Linked DNA regions of Mus musculus: region 2 is linked to region 1. A link is a contact called in public HiChIP or PLAC-seq data. All regions are on one chromosome and are shown on one strand. Each heading gives the region's core, a stretch centred on a gene start, on an enhancer-like site or on the middle of the called end of the contact. The rest is flanking DNA. Distances are from core to core; before and after follow the strand shown.

Region 1 (6,076 bases), core at 1,917-4,416:
GTAGTTCTGATCATAAATAAAATGACGCTCCCAGTTCCAAGTCAAGAGCAATCTGGGAATAGCAATGGTGTTCTGGGAATAAAATACTGCAGAGTCATTGCTCAACATGTGCTAGTAATGAAAGCTCTCACTTTAGAACCATGGTGGCTCAGGTAGAGTCCCCACCCACCAGCCACCTTCCTCTCTCTACAGCAGCACCCTGGTAGGAAGAGAGCAACATGATACCCTATTCTTGAGAGACATAGTCAACTTGTTTTATTCCCTCAAAGTTTATTATTATTTGTTATTTCTCAAACCAGAAGATGTGATTTTGGTCCTTGAATCTGAGCAACCATGTTAGTATACAGAAAAATGAAATGAACACACTCCACATACACATATGCACACACACAAGCATACCACATACCACACTACACACATACACACACCCCTTACACCACACACACATACACACACATGCACACCCCACATACTATACACACCACATACCTACACATATAAACACGTATACTCACACACACATCTACACACCTCACAATACACACATCCATACACTTACCACATATCTATACACCCCCCACACACATACGCACACACCACACACACTCAAATGCACATACACTCACACATACACACCTACCATGCACCACACACATAACACACACACACACATACTCTACACTGCACATGCACTACACATACACACACCAAATTCACATACATACCACATATATACCCACAACACACATACCTACATATATATGTGTGTGTGTGTGTATGTATATATGTATGTATGTATGTATACACACACACACATATATATATGTATGTATGTATATATATATATATATATATATATATATATATATATATATGTATATACACACACACCAACATCACACATACCACACTCACACAGCACACACACATATATACCACCCTTCCACACACAGCATACACATATATGCACCCACCCACACAGCACAGCACACACATAATACATACACACATACACGCATACCATGCCACACACAAAAACAGCACACATACACAGCACACATACATATACACTACCTTCCCCCACACAGCACACACATATATGCACACACACACAGCACAGCACACATATAGCACATATACACACCACCACACACACACCACCCTCCCCCCACAGCATACATATATATGCACACCACACACAGACACATAGCACATATAACACACACACTACACACAACAGCAAACATACACAGCACACATACATATACACTACCCTCTCCCACACAGCACACACATATATGCGCACACACACAGCACAGCACACATATAGCACATACACACACAAACACACAGAGTCCCAGGCTCTCCTGTACTAAATACCTCTGTTGTCACCTCTCTTCATTATCAGTTACATGATTGAGAAAATGCTTCCTGTCACATACTCTGTGACTTTAGGGGACCCATTTGGACATTTTAATTAATTCCATAGATCAGACACTCTGACTAAACTTCTTAGTTGTGACTTTGCCTCTTGGTGGCATCAAGGAGAACAGAACCCTAGACTTAATTAAATGGATTCCACATTTAGGTTTATATTGACAGACACCTTGTACCTCTGAGCAGCATTGCTACCAGATGAATCGATTATTTTTCCTCATTATTATTACCAAAAAGAACTCACTTGTAGCAGCTTGTTCTCCAAGCTAAAGGAGTCTGGGTCCTTCTCATAGATGCTGCAGGCAGCAGCCTCAAGGAGTCCATGCTTATGCAGCACTGGTAACTCTCCTTGTCTTTGCCTGAGCTCCACCTTCTGTCAGGTCGTCAGATGTCTGAACACCAAACAACTCTTAGGAGAGAATTCAATAAATGTGTGCTGAAGGAATGAGTGAAAAGAGAAGACGTCTTAAAAGTGTCACGAGCCTTGTGCTTTGTGTGCAATTCGGCATGTGTCTGTATAAAGATGAGTAAGATACAGCCCTTGTAGGTGCCAAAGCCACAGTGTGGTGAAGAGACGAAGCAGACATGGGCCCCGGTTCAATCTGATGAGGAACCATGCACTGAAAACAGGGGGAGAAGGATTCCGATGTTGAAGGAGAAGAGGCAGGATGGTAACCAGAAGAGGTGAGGGTTCATCTGGGCTTTGATGGATGCAAAGGAAATTGGCACAAAGACTTGGGGGTAGAAAAAGACCCACGTTGGCTGATGACTGCTCAAAGACCCCAGAGACAGGTGCCCTCTTTCACTCTGGGTGCTCGGTAGATGTGAGCAAAACCAGTAGCTGCGTTACTATTGCTCTAAGAGAACTCAGGGTTTGGCAACCAAATCTCACAAGTACTTGCTTACCTGCCCTTTAAGGAGTCGCTTTCAACACTGTCCCTAAGTCCATCCGTTCTGACCAAAGCAAGAAACCAAAACAAAGCCTGCAGATGGCGGCCACCTAGCAATGGGGACACTGCCATCCACATAGGGGAGCCAAGAGTCAATCTAGAAAGCTTTAGAGCTTTCCTGTCTCAGAATTAAAATGAGATCAGCGAGGTGCATAGGTAAGAATATTCTGTTAGAGCAGGAAAACCTCAGCTCGAAGCCCGAAAGCAAAAAATGGTCCAGAGTGATGGAGCCTGGAGAATATGGCTCACCACCTGGGGCGTCCTGACCAAGAGACTGAATCTCACAACACAAGCTAGCACCCCTCACTTTTGATACCCGTGACTCATGGTGGGTGCAACAGACTCTTTGTTTGCTGAGTCCCTTGTTTTTCAAAGATGCCAAGGGTGCACCTTCTCGTTCACCCCCTGCTGCCTGCACAGACAGCACAAGGGAGAAACTGCATCCGTACACCGCACACCCACACATCTTCGCACCAGCTGCGCATGCACTTGTCACTCACTCAACTGCCTCTCTACCTTCTCCACATTCCACAGTCCCACCCATCTATGCCTCACCATATTATCATAAGACAGCTGGCGGGCCCATCTGTCCCTCTCTTGAGTCTCTATGGTCATCTTAACGACTCGGACATTTAATGACTCACACCCCAGGGCCATGGGTCCCACCCGGGGCAGCCCCTAGCGGTTCTCTCTGCCACACCCTCTCAGTCAGGATCCCATCCTACTAAACCTCTCAGCTCTTTCCCTTCTTCATTTCACTCGTAGTTCCTGTCTGGCGGCTCTCGGCTTCCCTCCTCTGAGAAACTTGGGAAATGAAACAGTGGTGGCATACCAATGTATGACATACCAATGTATGACAATGTAATTATGCAAAGACCTGAGACACCATGGAGTGCCTCCAAGGACACAGAACTCCCACAGTGCTCTGCAGTCTCTAGACCCATTTAGTCTCAGACTGGATCTCCCAGGCCTGTTGGGAAGGTTTCCTAGTTGTACCTAAAGACTCATGGGAATAGTGGAGGCTGTTAATACTAATTCATCCTTCCTTAGGGAGGCTTACACAGTGTTCCCTCTCCCCCCTCCCTTCCCTCTTCCCTCCTTCCTTTTCTTCCTTCCTGTGCTGGGGACACAGTAGGTACTGAGTACATATTTGATAAGTGACTGAATCCACTGAGGTGAACAGTTGTCTGGGAAAGTGCTCCCTGAAGGCTTGGTTCTCAGCATGTAGTACTTTTGGGAGATGGCAGACCACTGAGGTAGGGCCTGTTGTGAGTTTTCCTGGTCAGTGCGACTAGACCTTTGAAGGTGCTAATACCCCATCCTTTACTCTTCTTTTCTGCTTCCGGTCCCAGCCACAGGGTGAATGGTTTTACCAAGTGCTGTGGCCATGATGTGATTTTTTGTTGCAAGCCTAAAAGCTACAGGGCCAATAAATCACAGTCTGAAACCTCCAAAAGGAAAAAAAAATCCACCAAGCAAAATTAACCTTTCTTATTCATAAGCTGATTTCTCTCCGGTATTTGTTATTGCAACAGAATGCTAACACAGTTCTGGTGGGCTGTCTCCAGAAACCAGAAGATGAATCTCAGCACCAAACTGTTCACACTGTCAGCAGCCATCGCTGCATTTTACATGGGTGACAGAAAGAAGGTACACTTGTGATTTTAGGAAAAGCTGTCACAACCCCTGACTCTGTCCACACAGACCCAGGTCAGCTGACGTGAGGGGGCGACTTACTCATGGATTCTTCTGTACTCCTTGTACCAGTGTTTCCTCTCTGGCTGCAGCAATCTCAACATTTATCATGTTTTATTGAGTCCCACACCTTATCAATGCTTGGTGCTTTACTGTAAACCATCCAAAAATAGACACATAACCTAATTCTGTTATTAGAACCTGGGAATCCATCCCATTTTGCTCTTAGACTCCAGTTGGGCCCACAACCAATTCAAACAGGATTTCCACCCAACTGCTAAAAGGTTTTAGGGAAATTGCTTCACTGATAACGTACTGTGGAGGGGTCTCTCAATATTTGTATCCTTCCTTCAAGAGAAAGGCAGGCCTCTGTGATTGTGCCAAGCTCCAATGCTTCAGAAGGAAGATGAAGTTGACATGGAGACAACCCAGCTTCATCGATACACACAAACACGCTCACATACTCATTATCCTTACCAACATAGCCTGGGGTCCCGCAGGCCGTGGACATCACATCTCCTTTGCCCTCCATTTTCGACAAGCCAAAGTCACTGATCATTATTTTGGACTCCTCGTCTTGACTGTAGTATAAGAGATTCTCCGGCTAGAAAACAAAACAGAAGCAACTTACAGACTGTAAAGCAAGCCTGGGCTGTAGGTCTCTCATCCTAGCTACTTGGGAAAGCATGTCTCTCTGAATAAAAAATAAAAAGAGGCATGGGAATGCAGCCCAGTGGTAGAGGGTTTGCTTAACACACAAGAAGCCTTGGACTTGATGCCTGGGATTGAATGCAAGCAACAAACAAACAAACCAAATAACAACAACAAAAGAACCCAAACAATTGAATAACAGGTCCATTTAAAGCTGTCTTACTAATGGGAGTTTCATCAAATCTCACAATTAAGAACAACTTTGATCTTTAAACATAGACAATGTCTTTATCAATAGATGTCAATTAAAATGGCAGGACTTAAGACACAGGCTGGGGATGGAGGCTGTAGAGCATTTAGCACAAGTCAGTCTTCAATGTTATTCTTTTCCTTCACTAGTATTTTGTCTCCTTAAAAGATCAGTCTTGAGGGAACCTAAGAAGGTGTCAGCTCTCAGACTGTCATTGGTTCTTGGCTAGGGGGACAGGATTCCCAGTCAATCAGAGACCCTTGCAGGTTAGTTTGCTGTGATGCAAGGCCCTCTCTCCTGGCTCTCAGTAACATCCTACCATGTCCTGAAAGACGGGTTGCACACAGCACAGTGCTGACATCATCAGCTACCTGCTTACACCCCTTCCAGGGGAAGAAGGAGCATTCTGGGAGCAAAAGAAGCAGCGACTCCTAGTCCTGCGCCCCTAAAGACCCCTCTCCTGGTTGCTTTTGTGCCAAGCACAGGCTGCAGTCTCTTCTTGTTACCCATCTGCACAGTTCAGGGGAGAGCTCAGACAGTGGTTCCACACTCCTGCTTCAGCCTCCTGGGATTATAGGGGTGTACCTTTGTGCCCAGCTTGTCTTCACTGTGGTTTTATAATATCAGTGACATACGGAAGGGACTTCCTTGGGGCAGACAATAAAACATTGTCTGCAGAGTTTATTCAGAACTGGGGGTTGTCATTAGTCTTGGCAAAGACTGGGGCAGGGCCTGTAGATGCCATGATACACCTGTCTCAGGCTAGTCCCTGTTCTACAGGGCTGAGAAACTCAACACAGAATAGGAACCTGCATTTTTATTTATCCATATTCGTTTTGTGTGACCTCAGTTGATGCTATCCCTCAGGGGGCTGGTGTCAGGACTGTCTGCTAACATCTATCCACCAGGACAGTTCTAAAGGTGTACTGACTGAATAAGTACTTGTGGCTCTTGCCTACAATGAACCTTAAGGGAATGAAAGCAGAAGGAAGGCTATGGAAAGGAAGCTTGTTTTCCCACCCGGTTGCCAGACTGGTTACTCTCCCAGCCCAAGAATAAAGATGTAGTCTTTTTTTGTCAGGCTCCTGGGGAA
Region 2 (6,076 bases), core at 1,966-4,465, 380 kb after region 1:
CTGCACTGGGTAAGCGTGACTCATGCGGCCATTCAATTAGAGCCCATCCACACCATCGCAGTCCCAGACTGGCAGGCCACAGCTCCAACGTCTATTTCTGGCTTTGTATATATCCTTAGACAAGAGGCTCTAACTTTTTGTTGTTGCTGCTGCTGCTATGGCTGCTGCGCCTGCATAAAGCTCAGAGTTTTAATTTGATCCCATCAGGCCCTCTGCGCACAGCCCTTTTCGAAAATCAGATGTTCATAGGATCACAAGGGCAGCAAAGGCGAGTTCAATTCTGAAGGTGCCAGGAGGAAGGAGAGCATTGGGTACTGTCTCGTTCCATCTGCCATGTCATCCTTCCCTCCAGTTCTCCTGCAAATGACAAATGGCAAATGAGTGGGAGAAGGGGGCAGACGGATGCCAGCCAAGACAGCTTCACATCTTTTATTTTCCAACTTCAACTCCTAGCTTCACCCTATTTTTGTTCACTCAGGGAAAACGATTTGCATGGAATTTGGTGTTGGTTGCTAATTGAAATAGATATTTTTCATGTACAGGGGAGGCTTTATTTCAGGTTTTGTCTATAAAATTAAGCTTTTAAAAACCTACTTTTTAGCCTGACTGTGGTGCCACACACCTTTATTCTCAGCTCATCAGAGGCAGAGGAGGCAGAGGGGCAGAGAGGCAGAGGGGGGCAGAGGGAGGCAGAGAGGGGCAGAGAGGGGCAGAGGTGGGCAGAGATGGGCAGAGGTGGGCAGAGGCAGGCAGAGAGGCAGAGAGGCAGAGGCAGAGGGGCAGAGAGGCAGAGGGGGGCAGAGGCAGGAGACAGATCTCTATGAGTTCAAAGCCAGTCTGATCTACATAGTGAGTTTCAGGGCAGTCAGCACTACATAAAGACCCTGTCTCAAAATAAACAAACAAACAACAAAAAAAAAATCTAGTGTTTTTAGATTTTATTATTGGACAACTTTATACATGTATTCTGGTCACACTTCCCCTTCTACCCTTCTGAAATTTTAGTATCTTGATCTCATGAGAGATGGGTGGGTGGCTCAGCCTACCAATTCCACCCAATAAGCTCACCTGCGTGTCCATTGTTGGTAATGGACAGACCACTCCATTCCTGATGCGAGTTATTTCTGTGTGCCTAGATGTCCAACTTCTCCATTCAGTCCCAAAGGTGCTATCATGATACGGCCCTCGTTCCTTTGTGCGTGCTTGCATGTGCTTACCCAATGGAGTGTGTGTGCAGGAGTGCACACAGAGGCCAAGTACGGCCCTCATCCCTTTGTGCGTGCTTGCATGTGCTTACCCAACGGAGTGTGTGTGCAGGCAAGTGCACACAGAGGCCAAGGGTGAGTGCCAGGTGCTTTCTCGGTCTTCTCCATCTTTTCTTTTGAGACAAGATCTCACTCTGAACCTGAAGCTTTCCAATTCTGCCAGAAGGCTGGTCAGGAAGCCCCAGGGCCCTGCCTCGCTCTGTTTCCTAACTCAAGGGCTACAGGTGTTACTATGCCACACCTTTTCCATGGCTTCTGAAGAGCCAAACTCAGGCCCTCCAGCTTCTGCGGCAGGTGCTTTATCCACTGAGCCACACACCCCCTCCAGCCTCCCTTGTCACCTTTTAAAGACACATTACCAGAGTCTTGATGGCAAACATTGTAAAATTTCAAGCAAACACTCCATGAGTTTAATTGACCCTCAGAGCACACAGGTGCCGTTTGTTCTGTTGCGAGTAATAGAACAGCAGAAGGTCTCCAGAGAGGAAGGTAGGGAATGGGGAGCCTCTTCCCCAAGGCTCTGTGGCCTTGGACAAGTCAAAGAATTCCCTCCAAGCTGATGTCCTTATCCAGAAAATGAACGTGTTAGCGTTCTCTCCGCAGATGGGGTGTTTTAAGGCCATCAGGCAAGGATCAACTGCCAAGCATCTGACATGGAGAAGCCAATCTGCCGCCTATCATAATTCCATGGCTTTCTCGTCTGAAACACTGAGTCTTTGGGGGCATCGCGACACTATAAAAAAGCATGCTTGGCTTCTTTAAATGTTCTGATTACAACTCCTCTAAAACGCTGCAGAGACACACACCGGAAGCTGGCACCCCAGCTTTGGTGACTGTGGGTAACCCAAGTTTACTAAATCAACCCCTGGTTTAAAACAGACATGCATACACACACACACACATACACACATATACACACACCACTTATGCTTATGTTAATGACAGAACTTTTGCTAAACTACTTCAGATTAGAAGAAATATTTAGTGTAAGGACTCTATTACAAGGCCACATTAAATGAAAAACTAAAGCCAGAACCAGTTTAACACTGATCAACTTTACAAAATAATGCAAGTGAATAGGACCCTCTGCCCATTTTTTTGCAGTATGTTTTTGTTTATAAGCAATATGTATTTTGATTGAGTCCTTGGTTATCTTTACAAAGTAACCATTTCCCTCAGCTCAAGCATACTGTGCAGATTCTCCTTATCAGGCATTTCCTGGGAAAGAGAAAATTGGGGGAGGGACACACACACAAATTTTCCATAATCCTAAACTTACCTTCTAGCTTGGGACACAGTCAATGAACACATCTGTTACTGTACCACTTTACCAGAACAAAAAAACAAAGGCTTTAACTTTCAAATTACACAACCACAAAGATCAGTTGGTAGGGTTTAATGTGTGTGACAAATCAAGAGGAAGACAATTTGGCCAACCCAGGCCAGTTGAAAATAAGAGCTGGGATTTGAACCTAAGTTACATTGTAGGTCTAATTTGGCAACAACAAGATGAGTGATTAAGATCAAAGACAGCCTGCCAAGCTGGATGAAATATTTGTTTAGTTTTCTTAAAAGCATCAAAGCCATAATGAGATAGTGAAGAAACACCAGCCAAAGTCAAGAAGACAAAGCAGAAGCAAGTTATTCCTGCTTGAGGACCTTCCAGCCTAAGGCATCAGTCAAGCCCAAAGAAAAGCAAGTTGGAGACGAGCTCTTCATTTGATAAGGGAATAAAAACTCCAACGCCAGGAACAAAGACCAGGGTCAAACCACTGCAAACTTTAAGTCAGGTCCTCTGAGTTCAGAGACATTTATTTTACATTCATTTTTAAAGACACTCCCCACCCAGACCTGGCAATGAATCAGCTCCTGGACTACCACAGGAATTCAGCTGTTAATTCATGAGTGAATGATTCAGAAGACAAAGAGAGGCAACTCTATGAAGTATCTGTCAGGAACATTGACTACCAGGAAGGTCTCCCAGACAAGGGATCGGCAGTTGAGGAATTACCTCTTGACCTACAAGTACAAAGCAGAGCACAAACTAGAAATAGTCTGTGGTGGTTTGTACATGCTTGGCCCAGGGAGTGGCTCTAGTCTGTGGTGGTTTGTATATGCTTGGCCCAGGGAGTGGCTCTAGTTTGTGGTGGTTTGTACATGCTTGGCTCAGGGAGTGGCTCTAGTTTGTGGTGGTTTGTATATGCTTGGCCCAGGGAGTGGCTCTAGTTTGTGGTGGTTTGTACATGCTTGGCCCAGGGAGTGGCTCTAGTCTGTGGTGGTTTGTATATGCTTGGCCCGGGGAGTGGCTCTAGTCTGTGGTGGTTTGTATATGCTTGGCCCGGGGAGTGGCTCTAGTCTGTGGTGGTTTGTATATGCTTGGCCCAGGGAGTGAGTCTGTTAGGAGGCGTGGCCTTGTTGGAGTAGGTGTAACCTTGTTGGAGGAAGTGTGTCACTGTGGGCATAGGCTTTGAGACCCTCAAATGAAGATGTAGAGCTCTCTGCTCCTCCTGGACCATGCCTGCCTGGATGCTGCTGTGCTCCCACGGTAATAGACTGGCCATGTTTAGTCTACTACTTTCTCTCCCTGCTCTGGATTGTACCCTCCCCAGTATCTACAATAAAAACTTTGTCAACCATACCTCAGAGTGGTCATGTCCTCACTTGATACTTTAGTTCTGAAACCCCCACTTTTATACAGGACTAAGAGTTCAAAAAATGAGTTAGCCAGATATTCTCATTCAAACCAGCACAAGAGGCTGACTCCTAGTAAACAGAAAAACTCATAATTTCTTTAATTCCCCCCCATGATACATTATTTGTGGCAGTATCTAAAACTACAAAAAAAAATATTGTCAAAGGGATCTGGGGCTTAACTCATTGGCAGAATATTTGCTTGGCATATTCAAGGCCATAGGTTCAATCCTTAACACTTCCCCCCAAATTAATTTAGGATGCAAATAGACTTACATGAAACATACGATTTTATACAAAACTAATGTAAGACTCTGATGAGCCTTAACTAGCAGGGACCCCCCCCCCCCCCCAAGTGAACAACAGAGAGCCAGGGATCAATGCAAAGGCAAAAGGAATTTATTGTTCCAGTGCACTGGGGTTGCCCTGTACCTGAAAGAGGCGACCACCCTGGGTGGCCCATTTGGAGAGGGTTTTTATACAGTTTCCAGGGGCGGCAGAGAACATCAGCAACTAGGCACAATATGACTGGCAGAACAGAGCACCCTTTAAACTGATTGGTCTTTAGTAAATGAGGTAATCAGCCTTTCCCTTCCGGCCTACATGCTCTCTGACCTGTCTCTTCCAGGAGGGGAGGGGTGGAATTTTTCAAAGGTCCTGAGCTGACCTCTTCAGTGCTAAGATGTCCCCTTAAGGACAGGCCTAGGTTAAAGTAAGCTTATTGGGGGAAGGGAAGGGGACCTGCAAGGGGGGGCCCAATGGTAGTAGGCATAGTAGGCTTATAAGGTGAATGAATAGATGAACTAGAGAATCCGGTGAGCAAGAGGGAGTTCAGATAGGAGAGAGGTGAGAAGGAATGGGATCCAAGTGGGCTTTGAAATGTATAAAAGTTCTTGTGATACTCTGGGAGCCTGGAGGCCAACCTCTGCTTTGATATGCTGATAGGCACTTCAGGTAGCCATAGGTCCTTTCTGTCAGAAGTAAGGGAAATAACTTCTTTTGGAAAATGAGAACCAGTTTTCACAAGTTCTGCAGGAACTCTGGCTTTTATTGAACTGCCAGAAATCCAGGTTGAGTCCAGGGTGAGTTCATTTCTGGATATTTGGAGTACCTTTTGGAGTTTGGGGAACTGGGGTTTCCTTCAGACAAAACAGCGAGTAGCTCCAGACAACCCCTGGTTTATTTTGATAGTTTTTCCCCCAGAAGCCTATGCACAGGGCAGGGGACTGCTGCCTCAGGCCACCAGGGATGCTCTCAGGGTCCCACTACACCTTTCCTCTCTGCTCCTCCACCTGAGTCCACCCTAATCAGAGGCTGAGGAAGTGGAGTTTGTATAGCAGATCTTGTCCTAGCTCTGGCCTTGCAGTTGCTGAAGGGCCAGGCAGCAGTTCTCAAAGCCACTCTGGGAGCAAGCCAGCTCAACAAACAAGCTAATTAGCATTCAAAATGAAGCCATTTAAAGTAGCTTTATAGCCAATCGGAGCTGACAGCAGAAGGACCCCACAGGCAGTCACTGACAAGCCCTGGTTCTCTTTCTCTCCTTTCTATAACACCTACCATATCATACTGTGCTTGTGACTTCAGGAGCTTAGAAGAGCACTCTTATTCTGAACACGAAATGGCACATAGGAGTGATTCCTTCCATACTGTGCTAGCCTTCACAGTTTCTAAACAGCATTCACAGTGTGGAAAGCCTGCAGCTCTGGAACAGTACACAGAGGCTTCTAGAGGACTTGTGAATTCCAGTGGAGTGAAATACTCTCCATTCAAGCAGTCGTGTAAACTTCTCCTGACCTTCCTGGTTGCAGCCTACAGAGGACTCCAAATTGTCAGTGCATTCAAAACTGATGAGAGGAGAATCATGTCACACAGGCTGCCACCGGTCATGTGACTTTGCTGCTCCATCAGTTGGGCACAGAGTTAAGTTACCAATTTGTCTATCTACAACTTTGATCAACCCTCTGCTCTTGTGACTAGGAGCAGATATTTAGAGACTGTCAGGGAGTTGGCTATAGCAATGGAAAAGATCAAAACTCACTGGCACAGACCTGTCTCTACCTGTTCTTCATAGGCAGAGGACAAGGCAGGAAGGTTGGCTGGAACCATGGAATTGCTGTTCA

Evidence for each region. HiChIP or PLAC-seq counts read pairs in DNA pulled down with a chosen protein or histone mark.
Region 2: a contact with region 1 is called in an HNF4G HiChIP or PLAC-seq map of pancreatic cancer cells. The contact joins two enhancer-like sites. A contact is called at or near these places in 1 of 115 datasets of contacts at active chromatin or transcription factors (pancreatic cancer cells) and 1 of 9 other capture datasets (embryonic stem cells).

The regions. Positions count from the first base shown.
Region 1 is chr2:5,350,110-5,356,185 of GRCm38.p6, forward strand. It overlaps Camk1d (calcium/calmodulin-dependent protein kinase ID), which reads right to left. Exons shown (of 11, transcript NM_177343.4): 5 at 4,560-4,686. Among named protein-coding and RNA genes, the nearest start is that of Gm36906, 38 kb to the left of the region's middle. Within about 2 kb of position 3,167, at least 10 of the 459 cell types and tissues checked have an H3K27ac peak or open chromatin away from gene starts, as enhancers often do. A contact at or near this core is called in pancreatic cancer cells, where this site is marked.
Region 2 is chr2:5,730,701-5,736,776 of GRCm38.p6, forward strand. All of the region lies in intron 1 of Gm29857 (a long non-coding RNA gene), which reads left to right. Among named protein-coding and RNA genes, the nearest start is that of Gm29857, 5.7 kb to the left of the region's middle. Within about 2 kb of position 3,216, at least 23 of the 459 cell types and tissues checked have an H3K27ac peak or open chromatin away from gene starts, as enhancers often do. A contact at or near this core is called in pancreatic cancer cells, where this site is marked.